Linked DNA regions of Mus musculus: region 2 is linked to region 1. Evidence: chromatin contacts called from public HiChIP or PLAC-seq data. All regions are on one chromosome and are shown on one strand. Each heading gives the region's core, a stretch centred on a gene start, on an enhancer-like site or on the middle of the called end of the contact. The rest is flanking DNA. Distances are from core to core; before and after follow the strand shown.

Region 1 (4,209 bases), core at 1,053-3,552:
ACTGCCATGCACATGTGCCCCAGACACAAGGGCAAGTGCAGGAATATTCTGCACAGGCATTGTTGACGGACTTTGCATCTGAAACAGACAAATATCCAACAGCTACAGACTGGGGGAACTGAGAAAGGGGCATCCGAGTGAGGAGGGTAGCTTATTCTGCCAGAGGGGCTGGGCTGGGGCTGGGGGTGCATCCTAGAGGGAAGGTTCAGCAGGATATCCAAAAGGCAGGCAAGGACAGGGATGGAGATGTTGACTATGCAGCCACATGGGCCACCATTAGAAGTCTAGCTCAGGTCCCAAAGTGGAGGATAGTTAGAAGAAGGTAGACCGAGGAGGCCAGGTGGAGGCCATTGCAGAAGATGGAAGGGACCGGAAAGGAGTGCAGTATAGTCAGAGAGATGGGGCGGGCCGGAAAGACAGCTCGGATGCACAGCCCACAAGATGTGGAATTTGGGGGTCAGAGGAGAAAAAGAAGGCAACTTCCCGGTGTCTGGCTTGGGAACAAGGTGGATGGGAATGTTGTAACCAAAGTAGCGACGAAGAGAGGCCCAGAAAAAGGCCTAGCTGGGAAGAAAGCTTTGGAGGAGCTCACAAGGCAGACAGGTCAACATCCAGGACACCAGGACATGGCACATTGACTTGGATCCACATAGCAGACTGGAGCAAGAAGCTAAGCTCTCTGTGTGTGTGCTTGTGTGTGTCCAGGCATGATGGTGGCACGGCTCTGAAATTCCAGCGTTCACTAGGCTGAGGCAGTAGGATCTTGAATCCAAGACCAATCTGGGCTACATATCTTGTCATACCTCGTCAGAAAAGAAAGAGGGAGAGAGAGAGAGAGAGAGAGAGGAAGGACAAAAAAGAGCAAGAGCTCATGGGTACATGAGACTATTTGGGGAGGTGGGCAAGATAAGAAAACCAAGACAGAACCCTGAGGAGCCTTATAGAAGCAAGGAGCATACTAGAAGCCTGTGCACAAGTAGCCTGTGTAGAGAGACCGGGGGCGGGGGGTGGGGAGGTGGGGAAGCGCTACAGCAGAGGCTGTTATCTCAGTCAGAGACCGGGTATGTGTGTGGGGTGTGGGGGGATTGGGGAGGTGGGGGGGTCAGTGGCTGAGAGGAAATGGGGCATCAAATAGGAGGGGCGGAGCTATACAGCCGGAGGCAGGGGCACCTCTGGCCTCAGGTTTTCTATTTTCCCTGCCAATTATAGGTGAGAGAGGGGGCCACCAGGAAGCTGAGCGGGTGGTGAAGGTTTAGAACAGAGGCTGACCACTGGGGCCTGGAGGCCAGGCTGAAGTCAGGGACCATAAATCTGGGGTGGCACCAGTTTGCACGGTTGGTTGGTTTTCCTGTGCCTTCCAGTAGCCTGGAAATCGTGATGGGGAAAGCAGATGACTGGGTCCTCCAGGGCTGGGGAAGGCAGGGCACGGGGCCGTGGGAATGGAGGTGCCAGATCCCAACACATCACTGGAGGAGAAAGGAGAGCCAGGGAAAAAGGACAGCTTGGCAGCGTCTGAGGTCGGCACTTGGTTCCGTAGCTGAATGAAAGAGAATAGGAGAGATCTGTGAATGGAGACCGGCTTCATGAAAAGAAGGGAATTAGGTTCTGGCCTACAAAGGGGATGCTGGTATTTAAGATTGTGTAGGTGTCCAGTGTGTATGATATCACAAATCTATAATGTTGCCCTTGCAGGACACTGAAGCAGGAGGTTATGGAGTTTGAGCCAACCTGGGCTACACCATGAGGCCCTGGCTCCAAAAAGAAAACAAACAGAAGAGCCCAGTGCAACCCAACCAACACAAAGATCTTTTCTTAGAAAAAGATTCGTTTTATTTTTAATTGCGTGTATACGTGTGGTTTTACATCCACGAATGCAGTACCCAAGGAGGTCAAAAGAGGGCATCAGGTCCCCTGGAGCGGGACTTCCTGACAATTGTGAGCTGCCTGATGTAGGTGCTGGGAACCACATTCTGGTCCTCTGTGAGAGTGACATATGCTTTATCTAACTGCTGAGCCATACGGGTGGGTGGCTGAGAGGGAGAGGCGATCCCTGGAGGTCTGGGGCACAGGAGATGAAACTTAAGGATGTAGGGATGCCCTAGGTTTAGGCAAGTTCCCAGGATAATAGCAGGAGGTGGGAGGCAGAGGGACCTGTTACTGGGTCCTCATGGCTGGGGGGCCTCTGGCTAGATAATCCACATGACCAGCCAGGGTTGGGGGACCAGGTACTATATGGCTAGAGTCAAATCTCAAGATGTACCTTTCCGTGGAAGAGGAAGTAGAAGGGGCTGAGATGGCAGACTAAGGCAGAAAAATGCTGACACTCCCTCCCAACTGACTGGCTCTGACCTCTGACTTCCTGTGGGTTCCTCGGAATGCTTTAAAAAAAAAATCATTTATAAGCCAGGCAGTGGTGGCATATGCCTTTAATCCCAGGACTTGGGAGACAGAGACAGGCAAATTTCTGAGTTCAAGGCCAGCCTGGTCTATAGAGTGAGTTCCAGGACAGCCAGGGCTATACAGAGAAACCATGACTCAAAAACAAAAACAAAAACAAAACAAACAAACAAAACCAACAAAAATATCGCTTATTTTTATGTACGTTGGTGTTTTGGCTGCATGTATGTCTGTGTAAGGGTGTTGGATCCCCCCTGAAACAGGAGTTGCAGACAGTTGAGAGCTGTCATGTGGGTGTTGGGAATTGAACCTGAATTCTCTGAAGAACAGCCAGTGCTCTTAACTGCTGAGCCATCTCTCCAGCCCCAGGAGAGGTGGTCTTGACTAGCATTATTCTTTGAGCCTGAAACACACCGCTCTCCCTGGCATGTGCACAGCCCCGATGTTGATTTCCTGTAAGCCATAGTGTAGGAAGATTGAAGCCCCTGTATGCTGGGATCCCACAGGCTCTGAGAAATGGGTTGTGGTATGGTGACAGTGTGGGGACACTCTGACCCTCCTCTGCCCTGTCCACATTGCCCTGGGGCACACAGCCATTTCTACCTTCCTAGCTGCCTGTATTAAAGTAACACAGAGCTGTCAATGACTTTGACAGTGGGTAAGGAAGGCCAGCAGAGTTCCTGGGGTAACACTCTGTCTAAATGCCTTCAAAGCTTTCAAGGCCCAGCTAAGGGCTTCACCCTGCACTGACTCCCACTTATTTATATCAGGAACTCTGATAAGACAAAAACTTCTCCCATTCATCTTTTTGATGCCAGTCTTTCAAGTGGTTGCTTGGGGTTTGTGTTTTCCGTGTGATTTTTGTCTTGGAGCAAGGCCTCTGAAGGAAGCCTGGGGACAAGGTGACAGGGTTCTAATGGAGCAGCTCCTATTTTGCTCCTGGGGCCAGTGGATGCCGATGGATTCCTGCATCTCTAGGATGAGGACTTGCTAAGTGAGGATCACCCACCCACCCACACACACAAGGGCAAGAGTGGGGTTTGGGAGTGTAGAGGTTCCAGAAGCTGCCAGAGAGACTTTGTAGACACTTGACCAGCCCAGGGCTCTGACGTAATGGGTGGTGGATGGGGGTTGGCCAGGACCTTAAGAGTTGTTGAAAGGTACTTCTGAGTGAGCAGGGCTTTGAGGAACATGGTAAAGCACATAGTGGGACTAACACCTATGTGAGCACCACTCAGCCAGTCATGTGATATGACATAAATAAGCCCATTCTCAACACTACAAGGATGGTCCTTTCCATTGGTAGCATTAGGGACTTTCCAGCAGGCCTGAGCACTCCCTTCTCCTCCTGTGTTTTTGCATACTGAGTGCTTTGGCTAGCCCCTGCAGCTCATGGTGGTAGGCCCTATCTGCACTCAGGGGCCTTGTGTGGCAGTTGAACCAGAGTCCCTTACCTCTGAAGAAGAGCTGACATGAGTAACCAGTTAGTAGTCCCTGCGGCCACCATGTCGTGGCCACCATCCTGCCCACAGCGGAGGTATGCAGGAACGCAGCTGCATCCAGATACAGGTGTTCACTTTCAGCTCTGCGGCTCTGGGCCTTCCGTGCATTCCTCCTCACTTGCTGGCCAAGGAGTCTGTCATAGGGTGCTGACAGAGGTAGTGACTGTGCCCAGGAGATGGCCAATGGGGTTTGTAGTTCTGAGGAGTGCAGCTCTGGAGTGAGGGGGCTGAGAGCACCTGTGACCATTAGGAAGGCTTTTATGAGCCTCTTACACCAAGCGGCTTCCTCCCCCAGCTCTGCAGCATAGCA
Region 2 (4,209 bases), core at 624-3,123, 80 kb after region 1:
AGTCAGAGTCTTGCTCCTTTTACCCTGAGGAGCCAGCCTTTCAGTGACCTCCCCAAATCCTGTAGTTTTCTGGTTACTTGTTCTGCCCTTTGTGCTGTGTGATCTCCTAAGACTCAGCCTGTCTACAATCCCGAGCCCTGCCAAGCCCATCCCCCTCCCCAAGGGACATCCTGCCTAGCCTACCCCCCCCCCCCCCCCGCAAGGGACACGGTCTTGCCTTCCCTCCAGCATCTCTTGAAATGGGACTTTATTCAGATTGCCCCAGGCACTGGGGTTCCACATGCAAGACAAGCATAGGGGCTGAGCTCCAGCTACACTTTGCACCCAGACTGACCACCAATCACCTTGTACCTATTTTGGTTTTGTTTGTTTTTTGCCATTTCCTGTGATTCTTTGTACTACAGTGGCCCCCTACCTACTTCCCACCCCACTCCAGTGTCCCAAACTCTTACAGAGGAGACGTCAGACTTCCCATATTCATTCTCTCTCTCTCTCTCTCTCTCTCTCTCTCTCTCTCTCTCTCTCTCTCTCTCTCTCTCTCTCCCTCCCTCTCAAAATCATGGGTCCTGCAGGTTCTTGGGTCCTTGTGTTTGTATATTAAGTACTCTACTGACTGAGCTGACTCTCCAACCCTTCCTTATGTTCTTTATGAGGAACACACAGGGTTAAATGGAGGACTGTCAGTGACCTAAAGTGTCAATGAAATGGTTAAAGGGCCCAAAACCTAGCCTCAGCTCATGGGATGCCCACCCTGCAAGAACTCTTCTGTAAGCCCCGAGACACACTGCTTCCATTAGGAGGGAGATAAAGTGTATGTTGTACCGTGGCAGGCGTGCTGCATGTCACCTCTGTTCTGATAAGATTGGCAAACGCTGTCCCCATTTTAGACTAGGGCCAAGGCTCAGAAAGGTTCAGTGTACTCAGTGTGTTTTATCTGTTGGGACTTCTAACATCATGACAGCTCAGCGGGGTGCCTATTTCAGTAACCAGCAAAGTAACCCAGGGAGCTCTCAGACAGCTGAGCCACCTCAACCTTACCTTTACATACCTTCCCTGGATGCTTAGCTCAGTTCTAATCTCCAGATCTTCGTGGAAGCCCCAGGCACCTTAGCCCAGCTCTTTCCTCAAAGAACAAACCTAAATGTCTTCCCCTATGAAGGTCAGAACCCCTGTGTGAGGGGGGAGATGGGAAAAGAGGTGAGCTGCCACCAGAGCTCAGGATAACTGTCTAGACTCTCTGCCAGGGGCCTGCATTTATTCCTTGCTCCGTGCCCCAAAACATCCTCTGCAACATGGACTAAGAAATCCATGTTGTCTCTATCAAGATCTTATCTTTATGCCCAGCTCTCTCAACAATTCAAATGCATGAAAGAGATGGGGCCAGCGTGCTGAGTGAGGAGGGGTGCTCTTCCAATAGACACCCCTGCCTCTGTTGTGTCCTGTGTGCGGTGGGGTGCAAGAAGATGTGACCTAGTCCAGTTCCCCATATCTAGGGCATAGACCTGAAACCACAGGGGGAACCGAGCAGGAGTGGAACCCAGCTCCCCACATCTCCCCTAGAGCTTGTCCATGTTGCAGGGCCCTAGTTGCTCCTCCCTGAGATCCACAGGCTGTCTGGGGACCACTCCTCTCCCCATCTTCCTGTTTCTCTGGGGGAGGGAGCTAGCTCAGTGCCATCTACATATTTTCATCTGAGTTATATTTTGCATAAAGTAAACTTAGCAAACAGACAGCAAGAGCTGCGTGGACGGTATATTTGGCTTTGAAGCATCAGCCTGACAGGCATTTCCTATTCGCTATCTCAGAGACGCACAGCTCGAACGGGTTTTGCTTAAGTGGCATAATTCTCCCACAGTGGAGACAGCTCATTCATTAGTCATTCCAGATACAAAATACTCTTCCGTGAGCCAACTCCACCAACCAGCTCCACAGCCACGGGTCTGCCCGCTGCCCCACCCCCACCCCGCCCGCCTGCCTGCCTTCGGGTGAAGACTTCACCTGATCATCCTAGACCAGGTCAGTAACAGTCACCTGTCTGAGGCTTTCAAGGGACAGCCCACATTGTAGCCTTTCCTTCTTTTTGGAAGAGGAGTGCTGGCTGGTCTCCTCCTCCCACTGGTAGAGACTCCACTGGCCCATAGGGGTGGGGGCCACCTTCCCCTTTCTCCTGAGTCATTGCCACACAGTGTGGAGCTTCAGCAGGGACACTGCTTTGTTTTGCCTTTGTGTTTTTGTTGTTGTTGTTGTTTTGTTTTGTTTTTTAATCTGGAAGCTAAGGTGTCCCGTCTCAGAGGAAACAGTGAAATGTGTCCTGCTTGAGTCTCTCACCAATCTAACCGTGCCTTGATTGGCATGTGTGATCCCTGCACAGAGAGGCCTGATGTCCCCATTTTATAGGTGAGACTATTGTAGATAGGAGAAGTGGTCAGTCAAAGGTTACACAGACCCGTAACTCCCAAAATACACCTCTGTCCTCTGTCCGAGAATCCACCTTTCCTTGTTAGACAAAAGGAAGCATGCTCCTATATTCCAGGATCCCAGAGCAGGGGTGGCAAAGCCACTAACCAGAAATCGGGAGAGTTGCTGTCCTGAGAGGGAGTTTGAAGACATCCTGGAGTATAAGCTAAGGGAGCTGGTAGGGCAGGAGCTGGGACAGACCAGGAGAGGAGAGGAGAGGAGAGGAGAGGAGAGGAGAGGAGAGGAGAGGAGAGGAGAGGAGAGGAGAGGAGAGGAGAGGAGAGGAGAGGAGAGGGATTTCTGTAGTCCTGTGCCCCAGCTTCTCTGAACCTGCCACCCAACACAGCATGACTCTGCATATCAGCGCAAGAAGACTCCATAACAGCCACACAGTGAGAGGTGTGGCCAAGGAGTGTGGAGGGCAGACAGAGCTTACACTGGTGGCCACAGCTGGCAGTACCAACATCTCAGGAAACCCGACTCAAGGTTGGGAGAGGGAGCAATGAGGAGTGTGTGGGGAGAGATATGCAAATTAGAAGTTACACACAGTGCAGAAGCTGCGAGAACCTCAGATCCATGCCTGACTGGCATCTTCCTTGAATAGCCTTCCTTGGGTTGGTCTCAACCCTGCCCCTCTCAGTTCATTCGTCTATGCCTTCTCAAACTATTTGGGTTGATCTGTTTTATATTTATTTTTATGAATGTGTATGTATGTGTCTGTCTGCGTACCTAGGCGGTTCAGGTGTTCAGGTGTAGGTGTTCAGGTGCCCACAGAGTTCAGAAGAGGGCATTGGCTTCCCTGGAGCTGGAGGTGGGACGTTCTGAGCCACCCAACACGTTGGGAGCCAAGCCTCTGTCCCCTGGAAGTGAAGCAAGCATTCTTGAACTGCTGAGCTGTCTCTCTAGCCTGTCAAACTATTTGTTATTTCCAAATACACAAAACTTTTCCAACCGGCTCTTTCATATACTTTTTCCCTACGTTTACTTCATCTCTTTCATTCACAACCTTCTCTAGCAAACTCGTATCTACCCTTCAGGACCCACCTAGATGTCACTGCATCCAGAAGTCTTCTCCATTTCCTCAGAGCATTTTTTCCTCTTCTGTATCCCTGATTGCTGGGCTATAACTCCAGCAAACCATTGATCTTGGGTACTGTTAAGGATCCTGTCATATTCTGTCTCTGGATTCCTCGAAATGAATGAAAATCTCAGCAAAAAGTACTAGATCCATAAAGCAACAGCCCTGAACTTGAACGCATGGATGGAGATGTGCCTCAGCCTGGAAGGAGTGGCCAGAGCATCCTCTGTCTCCCCACTTTATCAGCAAATGGTAGTAGACACCATCGTTATTTCCTAGTGAATCAAAATGGATGCTGGTACCCAGGAAGACCCTAGAGTCTGCATCAGGACCAGCACACTGCCCCCGAGCCTAAGCAAGGCTCAAACTCTCCAGGCCTCATTTTCTCATGCACGGATGTGAGCCCTAGTTGGTCCCTCCCATCTCCAATCAAAAGCAAACCCAAGACACCTTCTCTAACAACCAAAGGACCACAGCAGAGACCCAGGAAGGAGAGGCGTGTCTGGTCAGAACCCAGCACTGACTCTGGACTAAATGGCTCCTCAGAGGACGGAGCTCCCATCCAAAGGTCTGGGTGTCTGCACTGCAATTTCCCTTCCTCCCCAAGCACCAGCTAGAAAAAGTCCCTTCCTCTGCTGTGTCTGTAAGGCTGTCTAGTGTTCAGGTTGTCACGG

What was found. HiChIP or PLAC-seq counts read pairs in DNA pulled down with a chosen protein or histone mark.
Region 2: an H3K4me3 HiChIP or PLAC-seq map of bone marrow-derived macrophages shows a contact between it and region 1, with 2.5 times the contacts expected there. The contact joins two enhancer-like sites. A contact is called at or near these places in 1 of 15 datasets of contacts at CTCF or cohesin (the NIH/3T3 cell line), 2 of 484 Hi-C or Micro-C datasets (cortical neurons and muscle stem cells), 4 of 115 datasets of contacts at active chromatin or transcription factors (bone marrow-derived macrophages, embryonic stem cells, pancreatic cancer cells and 1 more) and 1 of 9 other capture datasets (embryonic stem cells).

What each region holds. Positions count from the first base shown.
Region 1 is chr16:21,276,694-21,280,902 of GRCm38.p6, forward strand. Gm16863 (predicted gene, 16863) reads right to left here. Exons shown (of 5, transcript NR_046162.1): 3 at 3,852-4,136. Among named protein-coding and RNA genes, the nearest start is that of Gm16863, 18 kb to the right of the region's middle. Within about 2 kb of position 2,303, at least 6 of the 459 cell types and tissues checked have an H3K27ac peak or open chromatin away from gene starts, as enhancers often do. A contact at or near this core is called in bone marrow-derived macrophages, where this site is marked.
Region 2 is chr16:21,356,753-21,360,961 of GRCm38.p6, forward strand. No RefSeq gene overlaps it. Among named protein-coding and RNA genes, the nearest start is that of Gm36224, 33 kb to the right of the region's middle. Within about 2 kb of position 1,874, at least 60 of the 459 cell types and tissues checked have an H3K27ac peak or open chromatin away from gene starts, as enhancers often do. A contact at or near this core is called in bone marrow-derived macrophages, where this site is marked.